Linked DNA regions of Rattus norvegicus: region 2 is linked to region 1. The links are chromatin contacts, called in public Hi-C maps. All regions are on one chromosome and are shown on one strand. The core of a region is the stretch at or near the end of the contact, and the rest is flanking DNA. Distances in the headings are between cores, read along the strand shown. Region 1 overlaps Dlc1 (DLC1 Rho GTPase activating protein). Region 2 overlaps Dlc1 (DLC1 Rho GTPase activating protein).

Region 1 (6,495 bases), core at 2,918-5,417:
ATGTAAAAACCAAACCAAAGCAAAGCAAAGTCAACCCAAGCCAACCCAAGCCAACCCAAGCCAAGCCAAGCCAAGCCAAGCCAACCCAAACCAAACCCAGGCTTAGTGCACACTCCTGCAACCCCATCACTGTAGTGGGCAGAAGAGGAGGATTGCTTAGAACTGCTGGCTTCCAGCCTAGCTCCAGGTTCTATGAAAGATCCCCAGCTGAAGGGAACAAGGCAGCATATGCTAGAGCAAAATACTAGTGTCTTCCTCTCGACCCCATATGTGAAATGGACACATATGGACATATAAAAAAAAGAAATTTAGAAGTCCCTCCCCCCAGGTTCTAAAAGTGGCTCTCCACGTACTTATTCCATTTATTAATTTGTGGTTTCCATTTTGAGATTTTTTCTGTAATCCCTATAAGGTTATAGGAACATCGAGGACTTTAGACTCAGGGGAACCGAGTACAAATCCAAATTTAAACTACTAACCATTACGTAACTTTGGACTAGTTACCTAACATTCTGAACTCGTGGATCCTCCTTTATAAATTAGCAAAATGAAACCCACCTTAAATGGTCTGGCACGAGACTCATACACCGTGGTTAGACTGTTAGCCCTTAGTGAAAACGAGTTTTTGTCTTTCTTATTTTTCTTCTGCTCTGTGCGAGGTCCTGTTATATCTTGTATGGACAGGAGGTATTCTAGACATGCACTCTGTTCAGTTTTGTTTTTCAAGTAAGTAGACAGAGGGAGAAGAATTGCAATTAAAATAAAGTGCTGGGCACTCCATGTGGCACCTGACATGAAACTACATGCGTATTTAAGGAGCGTGGCCACCCTATCCTACTACATAAGAGACAACGGATGCAAAACACCCACGGTCTACCTGGTGCTGTGGGTCTATGGCGACCCAAAGTGAGCATAGGTAGAATGTCTTGCTTACCTGAACTATGCATGAACAGTATGTTAGTGTTCCTGAATGTTTATCGGCTGTATGACAGGCTGTGATTGAGGGGCATAAAGAAATAGAGTTGTTTTCCCCATTCGGTGAATTTTAAAAATAATTATTTGGGGGTGTGAGTGCCTGCACATCTGTGCATCACACGCTTTTGGTGCTCACAGAGACTGGACTGTTCTGGGAAGGGTCCTCAGACTCCCAGAAGTTAATTACAGATGTTTGCGAACCTCAATATGGGAGCTGGAACCTGGGCGCTCTACAAGAGGAACAGCTGCTTTTATGGTTGAGCCATCGCTCCAGGCTCCAGCTCCCCTATTTTTGTTACCTAAGAAAGTTACAGATGAGGCTGGAGAGACGGCTCAGTGCTCAAGATCCCTGTCTCCTCTTCCGGAGGACCTAGGTTCGATTCCCAGGACCCACAGGCAGCTCATAATCATCTGTAATTCTAATCCACAGGGATCTGATACATTTTTCTGGCATCCTCTGGAACCAGGGACACACATGGTAACGGATATACATTTTAGCAATCTATGCAAAACACAACACATATAATTCTTTATAATTAAAAAGGAAAACCACAGATGTTGCAATCCTTGGACAATTCTGGTTCCCCCAAACCACCATGTTCCTTTGTTCTGTCTTTTTTTTCCCCATCCCACTTAAATGGCATTTATACTTGTTTCTCCTGAGGATGAGACTAGAACATTGGCCTAATTGAACTTCTCTGTATCATATTGCTTGACGAAAGGGTCCTGGGGCGCTATGTGTTTACATAACAGCACCGTATACAAATAAGTGAGTGTTGCTGTTTCCAACAGACCAGGTAGAGAACACTAACATTCAACAGCCCCAAAGATATAAGAAGCATCTAATTAACCACTCCCTCACTTTAAGAGAAGAACCCACACTAAGAGAGAGGGTTATAAAGCTGTGCTTTGGATACAAGTGAGGGAATTGAATTGAGAACGAAGATTTGGATGAGAGAATAAGGCTACATTGTTGGAAACTAGGAGTAAGCCATGGATGTGGAAGTGCACAGGAGACAGTCAGGAAGTGAACAGTCAGGAGACAGGTGTGACAAGCAGGGTGTCACTGAGTGAAATAGGGTCATCAGAAGCCAGGAGAACTGTGTGGGTTTCATATGGCTGGAAAGCGTATGACCCTGGAGACTGATGGACCACACTAATGATAAGGTACAGGTGAGAACGGCATGATGATGAAGTGTGTGTGTGTGTGTGTGTGTGTGTGTGTGTGTGTGTGTGTGCGCTGTACTCATGATGTTTGAAGACCTTGACTGTGTTTAGGTGAGAGTATGGTGGACATGCACCGTGAGGGCAGACAGAGGAGTGGGAAGGAAGAGGCAGAGACCCAGAAGCAGGATCAGCTGGATCTGTGGGTGACTTGATAGGAGGAAGTGCAGTGGTCTGCTCTGCAGAGGAGCAGAATCTGGAGGATTGGGGATGAAAGTACCCCTCATTCAACACTTGTGAAAAACATGTAGCACATAGTATGGAGAATATAAAATTAAACAATGTAGGAAAAAGTGAAAGAGAGGGAGGGAGGTTCAAATGGTTCTAGATGGATAAAAGTGTAACTTAAGTACACACACATACACACAAACACACACACACACGTTTGAACTTTAAAAATTATCCACATAAAAATAATAGTAGAATCTAGAAGTGCTTTATGAAAAAACTATGAATGATAGGCAAGAGCAGGACTTCTTTAAATGGCTTCTGAGTATTTGAATGGCCCTGCAAGAACGTGAGGCAGATGTTTCACCTTGACTTCTAATAACTACGTTTTTCCTACTTGGTTCTACACAGGATGCACTTGTGATGTAATATGTAATGTTGACATGTATGTCTTTAAATTTGGAAATGTGTATGTATTTGTTTGAGTTTATACAGACGCTCATGGATTCCGTCATTCCAAAATTGCTGCTGATCTAAGGATTGGAAAAATGAATGTATGCGGTGCTAAGTTCTTATCTTCTAGAACTTACATACCATAGGGAGAAAGAGACAATAGGTAAACATAGAGAAGAAACCAGACTAAGGCCTGGGGAGATGGCTCAGTTGGTAAGGTACTTTCCTTGAAAATACAAGAAAGTGAGTTCAAACCTCAGTATCCACATTAAAACGTTGGGCAGAGTGGCCGGACCTTGTAATCTTGGGAGCTGTGGGGAGACAGTAGGTACCTGGGGCTGTTTGGCCAGCCAGCCTTACCTAACCTATTTGATGAATTCTAGACTATTAAGAGACCCTGCCTCAAACCAGAACACATACAAAAAAGAAAAACAAACAAATAAAAACACCAAGATGCCTGTCATGCAAGAACTGACATCTGAGGTCATATTTGAACCTCCATATGCATGCACATACATGCACACACACATACATAAGCATACATGCACACACATATGCACACACACCCAAGCATGCACACATGCACTTGGATTGGAAAAATGAATGCATGCGGTGCTAAGTTTTATATGGCTGGAAAGTGTATGACCCTGGAGACTGATGGACCACACTAATGATCATGGCACATGTAAGCATGCACACATACATGCTCTCACACGTGTGTGTGTGCACGCACACACACACACACACACATTTTTTAAGTGGTTTGCACTTAGTTGATAGAGAACCCAGGTATATCACAATGACCTGGGGTGTCTTTTCAGCATATGTAGACTTTTTAAAAAAGATTTATTTGTTTTATGTAAGTTCACATTTATTTTATGTTGTCTTAAGACACACCAGAAGACGGCATCAGACTCCATTACAGATCGTTGTGAGCCACCATGTGGTTGCTGGGAATTGAACTCGGGACCTCTGGAAGAACAGTCTGTGCTCTTCACCACTGAGCCATCACTCCAGCCGTCATATGTAAACATTTTAACGGATCTAAGAATGATCCAAACAAGAACACTGTATATGAGTATCTGGGAAATGTGTTCAGGCTGAGGGAAGAACAAATACCAAGGGCCAGCAAATGAGGCCAGAGAGCTTGGGATGTGGTAAACTAGCAAAAGGATGTAAGAAAGTAAGGTAGAGGGGTGGCAAGTGCAAGGTCAGCATAGACTTGTTGGCCCTTGAAGATGTCCTTGTAAATACGACAGAACAATGCAGGAGGGCTGGTTAACTATCATGCTAGCTGCAGTGTTTGAATACAGCATACAGAGGACAAGGGTTGGGATAGGAAAGCAGCCGAGAGGACTCTGTAAGAATACACATGCACAGTGGCGGTGGCATGGCTGGTGGCAGTGAGATGGTGACAAGTGATCAGACTGCTGATGTGTTTACAGGAAAGGCTGACACAATTGTCTGATGGAAGGAATTTGAGGTATGACAGGACAGAGGAGCCAGAGGTGACTCCCGTGAACCAAGATGAAAACGAAAAAGACATGTTTCTTTTAGGGGGAGGGGCAAATCAAAGAGCTCAATTTTGGACATGTTAAGTGATTTGGGGCATGATTTCCGGGTATGTTTCCTCATCTGTGAGACAAAGATAATAATAGACTCTGACTTTAAGTTTGTTTCGTATTTAGTGACAACATATGCAGGAGCTCTGAACAGAGACCCTCCCACTGAGCATTAGGGTGTCCATGAAGAATCAGGTAGCAGAAAACTGAGGCAAAACTCCAGTCTTACACTATGTCACTATGAGGGTGTTACTATGAAAACACTATTTTTCCCTGCTTCTAATTGCCAAATATACTCAACTTTTACTATCCACATTCACTACCTCCCTGAGTTGTACTTAGACTCCAGGACTAAATTTCATACAAGTGAACTTCAGACTTATAATCTCCTCCAAACAGACACCTAGTTACATTTTAGCTTCCTCTGAATAAGAAGACACCCTAATGAGACACAGTCACTCATTATGTACAATTTTCACTCAAAACTTCAACCATGTTCATTTCATTTAAATGGTCCTTCTTGGCTAGAGAGTTGAAGACATTAATATTTAAAGTTATTAGTGAAAGGTGTATGCTATTGTTGTCTTCGTGTTTTCTGTTTGTGTTCTTGGCTATATTTTGTGTTTTGGAAATTATAGCTTTATTTGTTTACTTGCTCTGGCTTCTTGTACTGGCATATTCCTCAGTCTGATGTACTGATTCCAGATTTGCTGGGTATGTGTGTATATAACAAGAATAATAAAGATGTGATGAATTATAAAGGGTATGAGGGGTCATAGAAGGAGTTGCAGGGGGAGGAAGATGGATGTCAATATAGTACTCTTGAATGTATTTCTCAAAAATTAAATTAAAACACCTTGTTCATATAGTGTTTATTTAATCATATTGATAATTTAATATTGTTCATGATATGTGAAATAAATATACATGCTTTTATGTGCATATATATACATGCATATTTTTAACATTGTTGGCATTCTATTATCTATATCATTTATATTTTAATGTTTTAAAACAACTATCCTGTGTTCTTTATACAATGTGGAGTTTCTTTCCGCAGTGGGTGTTCTTATAGACCTCTGGTATATATGTAATACTTGTTAAAATCTCTGCCTGTATGTGCATAACTTGGGCTATGAAACTTTATCCTTCGATGAATTACTTTACCACCTCGAAACTTCTAAGCATACATACATGGGGATCTGAACAAAAACATTCGCAACAGCAAGTACTTGTATTAGCATGTGGCTGCAAGGAATCTAAGTACGAGTGAATTACTGCATGGCTCTGTATCAGCAGCGAGGGTGAACACGTTGGACTGGAACAAGGACGGACATCAGGAACTCAAGCCTGAGCTAGAAAAGTTGCTGACGGACATTTGCAGTGCTACACCACCTCCTGCTTTCAAATGTGCCAAGATAATTAATACTGTTTGGAATGTCCAAACGTATGATGAGATAAAACCACCGGGATAAAGCCTCAGCTACAAGGGGGGAAAACAGGGTGGATGATGCCATCCAGGAGAGGTGTACAGGGACCTTCACGGTAATGGGGATGTTTTATTACTTGTTAGTGGTTGAGACTTGTATATCTTGAATGTCTGAAATGTTTAATGAAATAACCTTGCTATGAGTTAATAAACCTAAAGATTATTTGTGGAGACAAGGCTTCGTGGAAGAGAGGATAATTTCAAACATTACTCAAACTGTATTTAATCAACAAACAATGGGTTGGACATAAAAAACGGCAGCCCAAGCCACAGGAGACGCTGGGACCTAGTGTCCCGTGGTGCCACTGCATGGGCCATTAGCTATAGCAACATCTCTTTCGTTTTACAAAGAAATTAGTACATACCACACTCTTCAAACAAAGAGTGAACAAAGATTACTCACTCTTAAAAAGTTATTAAAAGCACTTGGCTTTTGACCCTTACAACTCAATTTTGACGGAGGATGGATCAGTTTTTTTCTTAAGTAATAAAAATAGTCAAATACCATTTTAAGCTCCATCAAAAATAACAAAACAAAACCCCAGATATTACCTAAGGTACCAAGACTTAAAAAGAAAAAAGTAAGAAAGAGAGAAAGGAAAAAATAGAGAAAGGAAGGAAGAA
Region 2 (6,495 bases), core at 2,435-4,934, 41 kb before region 1:
ATTTAGCTCAGTGGTAGGGCGCTTGCCTAGGAAGCGCAAGGCCCTGGGTTTGATCCCCAGCTCCAAAAAAAAGAACCAAAAAAAAAAAAAAAAAAAAAAAAGAATCCTTGCAGTCCTAATTTACATAATTTTATATAATTTTAACTACATTCAGCTATCTCAAACAATCTTTATGTTGTTGCCAGACAGTGTGCCAAGGCTACTTATAATACCAGGATATGTTACTATGGCTCATAAGTAGAGAAGAAAAGGACAAGTCCTATAAATGTTAATGGTGGAGATGACAAGTCTTGGCCATCAGTTAAAAGCAGTGATGCCTTTCCCGTGTTAACCCTATGGCTCACAGTGGGGAGTGCCGACTTGCAGGGGTTGGGAGGCAGGGGAAAGAGGGAAGCATTCTCTTTTACGCTACAGAGTAAGAGAGGAAAGGGGAGCTGTAACTTGTCACCTATCTGTCATTACTATCTTACTGCATTTAATTTTCACCTTTATTTTCTCCTTGAAATTGCCAGCAAGCGCTGACCACACTTCTCCTGTCTGGTGTGTGTGTGTGTGTGTGTGTGTGTGTGTGTGTGTGTGTGTGTGTGTGTGTAAAATATTGTATCATATACATGAGATAAATCTCTTAAGATTTGGGTCTGTAACACGTCTGTTTCTTTTTTCCAGATCCCTGAAATAGAAACCATGTGTCACAGCATAATAATTACAAAGTAGGAATACAGGCTAGCATTAAAATGAACAGTAATGAGGGCCCCAAACTGTGAGAGAGCTGGGGTGGGGGTGGGGATGAGGGGTGGGGGTGGGGGTGGGGGTGCTTTTCTAAATTTAGCTGAAGTCTTGGCAGGTAAAACCATCTAAAACCCACTTTCCGTGTCCGCCTTCCAGAAGACGGAAAAATTTCGCTCCTCTCATGTGTTGAATGTCGGCAACCTAAAGCTGGTCAACAATGAGGTTACATAAAATCGTAGACAGGACTGCGCCACGCCACAGACAAAGCACTTACGCAAACAGCTGGCTCTGCTCCCATAGACAAAAGATAACCATCGACTCCAGTTTAAACAAACCATGGTGTAAATATGTAAACACTCCACACAGCATCTTGGCTAATATTACAGAGATTTCCATCCCTGATAACAAGCAGTATAAATGGCACTCTTTATGCTAAGGAGGCCAGACAGCCATAATGGCCTCGTAAGCATCTAAGGTTGCCTCTAATCTTGCCCGTGTCCCGAGTCCTCTCCCAGACTAAACATGGTCACCCTGGATTCACAGTTCAAAGACACTGATTTTCTTTGGCTCGTTGGCTAAGTGCAGCCTCCCCTGCTGCACTGTGGGTTCTTGAGGGCAGGGATGGCGTTTGCGTTTGCGTTTGCGTGGCTGAATCTTTAACGCTTGGCACAACACTTGACATGAATGAACGTTTGCTTGCTTCCTATGATGGTGTTTTCTGTTTAGCCTGGTTTGCGAGGTTTTAGTAAAGCTTTTTGCATTTAAAAAATTAGTGTGTGTATGTGTGTGTGTGTGTGTGTGTGTGTGTGTGTGTGTGTGTGTGTGTGTGTGTGATGTATTTGTGTATATCGTCTCCTTACATGTGTATGAGTGAGAGCACTCATGTACACTAGAAGGGAGAAAGGGAGAGAGCTGGGTGTCCTGATCTACCACTCTCTGCTTTATTCCACTGGGACAGAGACTCTCACCAAACCTGGGACCTGGCATTTTTGCAGCAAAGCTGGCTGGACAGCGAGCCCTGGTAATCCTTTTGTGTCTGCCTCCCATAGGGCTGGTGTTATCGACGTACTTGGTCATGCTTGCCTTTTAAATGAGTGATCCCATCCAAACTTAGTCCTCAGGCTTGAGCAGCAAGCATTATTTACAAACGTGAAGGACCTCACCAGACTCTCAGATTGCTTTTGAAACGCATTTTTACTTAATGTTAATTATAATGTGATATTTTAGTGTCAGAAAATGCCAGAGAAAGATTATATATACATATATATAATATACATATATATACATATATACATATATATATATACATATATATATTTCAATACCCCCCACACACACCTGCCCTGTTTTGAATGCTGGACTGTACAGTCTTGTGGACTCTGCTTGTTGTTTTTTGGAGTGGTTTTCCTAGAATAGTTCCAAGAACTTCAAACATGCCTTTAGTCCTCATGTTATCTCCGTGCTATGGGAAACATTTTCAGTATCACCCCATGACAGCTTCCGAGGCTGGCAGCTCTGAGAGGCAGAAATGCAGAAGTATTTTCCATCCAACTAAACGCTGGCCTCTAGTCTCGGCCTTCACTCCTCATCTGGTCTCCTTAAGGTTGGCCTTTCTCAAGGACACAGGCTAAAACTGTTATCTGTATTGCTTTTGTTGTTGTTCTTGTTACCTCTCAGAGTTAAAATCTGCCTTTTCGTTGTTTATATGTTTCCAGATCTCAAGAAAAGACGTTCAATGTACTGAGAACAGGAATATTAATGTATTGCTTTTCCTTTAGTCTCCCTCAGAAAGATGCCAAACATTAAATGCAAAAATTCTGCAAAATGTTAACCTGAACAAGATTATGATGATGGATTTATAAGCGCTCCTACCCCAAGTTTCCTCAGAAATTATTATTGGCTGATTGTATGACATAAACCACAACCAGCCCTCAGATGACTACCACGCTGGCACCCATAGTGCAAAGGGGCACAGTTGTGCACCACGCACTTGTCACACTCCAGTTCTCCAAACGTGCACAAATGACAAGGATCAGTGTCCTTGTGTTTCACAGAGACAGTGGAAGAATGTATTCCTTACTGTATTGGGACTTCTCAAATTTTTAAAAATATCGAAATTATAGAATGTTGAGACATGTTGGAAAACTATTGGCACTCAATACAAAGACACATTACTTTTTTTTTTTTTTTTTGGTTCTTTTTTTCGGAGCTGGGGACCGAACCCAGGGCCTTGCGCTTCCTAGGTAAGCGCTCTACCACTGAGCTAAATCCCCAGCCCCGACACATTACTTTTGAAAGACATGATATTTTAAAAAAATTAAGTCATTTTCCTCCATGCATTGAACACGGAATGGATGGAAGGTCAGCCCCTGACAGTGATAAGGAACCTCAAGTCTCTTCCTGTTCTGAGCTCTCTATGGGCTCTGAGGCTGACGTTGTTGAGCCTTCATCCTGTAGCATTACATCTTTGCCTGAAATGAGGCCCCAGCTGTGCCCCCAAACTTCGAACCAATGTCGAGTGGTGTTTGTAATGTAACGCATTCCATATAAGTACTTTTAATTGATTTTCTTCCAAGAATATATTCTGAATAAATTGTACCTGGGTTTCACCTCTCACGCTAAACGAAGGCTTCGAGTATATGGAAAATAATCTGACGACTCAGACAGGAAGTGAGGTGATGTTGTTAAAGCTGGACGCCCTTACCGTTGTGGAAGTGAAGGGAAAATACTCAGATGGGGATCTTTCTAACTAGGGGCGAATCCTCTTATGATCCATTTCGAGACCTTGCTTTGCTTGAACAATTCCAGGAAAGTTGCTCTTGTAATTTCCAGAACTCAGTTGGCAGGTTTTCAAGGTCACCCTGTCTTTTGCTTTGTGAGGAGGACCATGTGGACTCTGCACTGGGAAAGCAGCCTGTGCTCATAGTGACTGCTGTGTCCCAGGCTGCTCTTATCACTGGTGGGTGGAACTGGCACCTTGTCAAGTGTTACTGAAGAGCCCTCCTTTCTGCACTGCCTTGCTTGAGGAGACCGGGCTAGAAGGAAGGGTTCTGCCAACCACACCCCTGTAATGTCAAGGTGTATTTTTTTTTTTCACGAATGTGGAAATACTTCTCTTGGAGAAAGGTGTAAGGAGACAAACCAATTGCCACTTCTGAGGAGAGAAAATTGCTTATCTTCATCCACTTTGAACTTTACAGATTTACCTCTGCGGGGTTCCGGAGGAGGGAAAGAGGGGAAAACTACTGATCTGAGAGCCTGTGGTAACTAATGAGCGACAACAGATGGATTTTAGCAAGATGAACTTGTCAAGAGCTCAGTTCATGATGAGAGGTGAGATACTGCCATACCCAACAGCATGGAGTTACACAGCACTTGTCCAATCACTCAACTGCCTTGCAAGAGTGCCTAGACAACATACGCCTTTGTAAATTAATTGATTGGTCCGCCCATTCATCCATCCATCCATCCATCCATCCATCCATCATCCAGTAAATATTGAATGTAAGTTATCTATCATGTACTGGATATTATTGTAAGCAGGGTTATAGCAATGGAAAACAAAAAAACAAAAAGCCAAATCCAACCAACTGTAGTGGTTTGAATAGGCTTGGCCCCCATAGACTCTTGTGTTTGAATGCTTGGCTCATAAGAAGTGGCTATTAGGAGGTGTGGCCTTTGTGGAAGGGGTGTGGCCTTCGTGGAAGGGGTGTGGCCTTTTTAGAGGAAGTGTACCACTGAGGAGTTGGATCTCTGGGTCTTAAAGGCTTAAGCTAGCCAAGTGTGGAATAAATAAGGTCTCATCCTTCTGCTGCCTTTGGTTCAAGACGTAGAACTCTCCGCTCCTCCAGCCCCATGTCTGTCTGCACACTGCTGTGCTTCTTGCCATGATGATAAGGGACTAAACCTCTGGAACTGTAAGCCAGCCTCAATGAAATGTCTTCCTTTCTAAGAGTTGCCCTGGTTGTAGTGTCTCTTCACAGCAAGGGAAATCCTAAGAGACCAGCCCACCACCTAAACAAACAACAGCCCTGAGTCTCTTGACTTTGTAAGCTTACTTTCTAACGGTCCCATCTCCCACATTCTCCACATTCTTATCATGGGATAAAATTAATGGTTCATTCTTCAGTGTTTTACATTTTTTTAAATTAATGAGACATGTACTGTGTGATGAGCTAGTAGAATTTTTATTTAAATATTCATCACATGTGGACCAAATAAACTTCAAAGAAAGAGACAATACACTTCGCTATATATTCATGCTTCAAAAAATTGTGCTGTAAATAGCACTGTTGAAGATAACACTTTATTCAAGGAAGATTTACTATCCACATCTGTTTGCAATTCTACTGATTATCTTTAAAATATTAGATGCCCATTGGAAACTGCATTTTTTTTCAGCTGTGTTTGATTACCTAGGAATAGAATAGAAGTCCATGGAACAACCTGCTTACTTTTCTGCCCAATTCTACAAAGGGCTACAAAGTATTCCTCAGTGTGCCCACCGGGTGTGTCATTCTAGTCAACCCACTGTTGGTTAAGTTCCTGCTCTTGTCCTTGGGAATCTCAGTGCCTCTATCTGGGACCTTTGCGTCTCTTATGCACTTTGCTAGAAAGGCTTTCTAGATGGCTTCTCTTCCTGGCCCCATTTTCCTGCCTACTAGGTCATGTTATTCCTTCCCTTTGTCCCTTTCCCAGTGCTTTCTTGCTCTAGATGATTTTAACCCACCTGGTCTCCTCTCTTGCCTGGCTTCCCAGGCTCTCATTCCCACCCAGGTACCAACTCAATTTAGTAGCGATCACAGTGACAATGTTAAGAGCAACACTTGATAGTCGCAGTTAGAAATGATTTTACACGAGGGTCTCATGCTAACTCTTCAATGTCAAAGACCTCAACGATTCCCATTTGGCCGAGAGTTTTCATTTAAGAGAACACCTCTGATTAGCTCTAAGCCACGCCACGGCTGGAGGCAAGGTCTGAATTCTAAGCCACTTATCTAGCTCCTGCTCCTTTTCACAGCACATTCTTTGCTCTGCTTGGCTCAAGTCCACTTTGGAGTTCTACCACTTGCCTCCAGTGGCATCTCCTCCCAACACACCCTGGTGCTTTCACTACCCTCGTTGCCCCACATTTCCGTCCTGTGTAACTTGCCAGGACTCTGAGTTATGCTGAAATAACCACTCCTTCGTTCACTTCCTAAACAGTCTGCCACACAGTTGCCCTCCCCTTTTCTCTGTCTCTGTCTCTGTCTCTGTCTCTGTCTCTGTCTCTGTCTCTCTCTCTCTCTCTCTCTCTCTGTGTGTGTGTCTCCCTCCCCTTTCTCTTTTAATAGTTTTCCTAGCAAAGGGTTAGAGCTGAGTTTCTGAACCTCATTTTGCATCAAATTATTCTTTGTCATGAGGGACTGTCCTGTATGAAGCAGCATACACACTGCTAACATCTTCTATATTGAGAAGAAGGAAAAAGAAAACAACTTCGGACATTGTAAGATGTTCCATGGGAAACAAATCGCTCCTGGCTGAGAACCTCTGACTTAGTTTGTCATTGTTCTTTAGCTGCTTGACATGGGACAGGTGTGTGTCCCAAGGGCAGTGTGGTGTATTATAACTATCCTTGAAGGTATTCTGCACCAAGACAAAACTCAAGTTATAGACCCTACTTGTATCTCTCTCCAGCAGCTATTGTCTCAGAATTGAAACATCCCATATTCCCCAGCCACCTAGAGAGAGGAAGGATACTCAAAAGGCTCAGGAAGTAAACAAAGT

The links. A called contact is a pair of places that touch in the nucleus more often than the background predicts.
Region 2: a Hi-C map of kidney shows a contact between it and region 1, with 1.7 times the contacts expected there. The contact joins two enhancer-like sites. A contact is called at or near these places in 3 of 12 Hi-C or Micro-C datasets (kidney and liver).

The regions. Positions count from the first base shown.
Region 1 is chr16:62,226,628-62,233,122 of GRCr8, reverse strand. All of the region lies in intron 5 of Dlc1 (DLC1 Rho GTPase activating protein), which reads right to left. Among named protein-coding and RNA genes, the nearest start is that of Dlc1, 230 kb to the right of the region's middle. Within about 2 kb of position 4,167, at least 3 of the 93 cell types and tissues checked have an H3K27ac peak or open chromatin away from gene starts, as enhancers often do. A contact at or near this core is called in kidney and liver, where this site is marked.
Region 2 is chr16:62,267,125-62,273,619 of GRCr8, reverse strand. All of the region lies in intron 5 of Dlc1 (DLC1 Rho GTPase activating protein), which reads right to left. Among named protein-coding and RNA genes, the nearest start is that of Trmt9b, 230 kb to the left of the region's middle. Within about 2 kb of position 3,684, at least 17 of the 93 cell types and tissues checked have an H3K27ac peak or open chromatin away from gene starts, as enhancers often do. A contact at or near this core is called in kidney and liver, where this site is marked.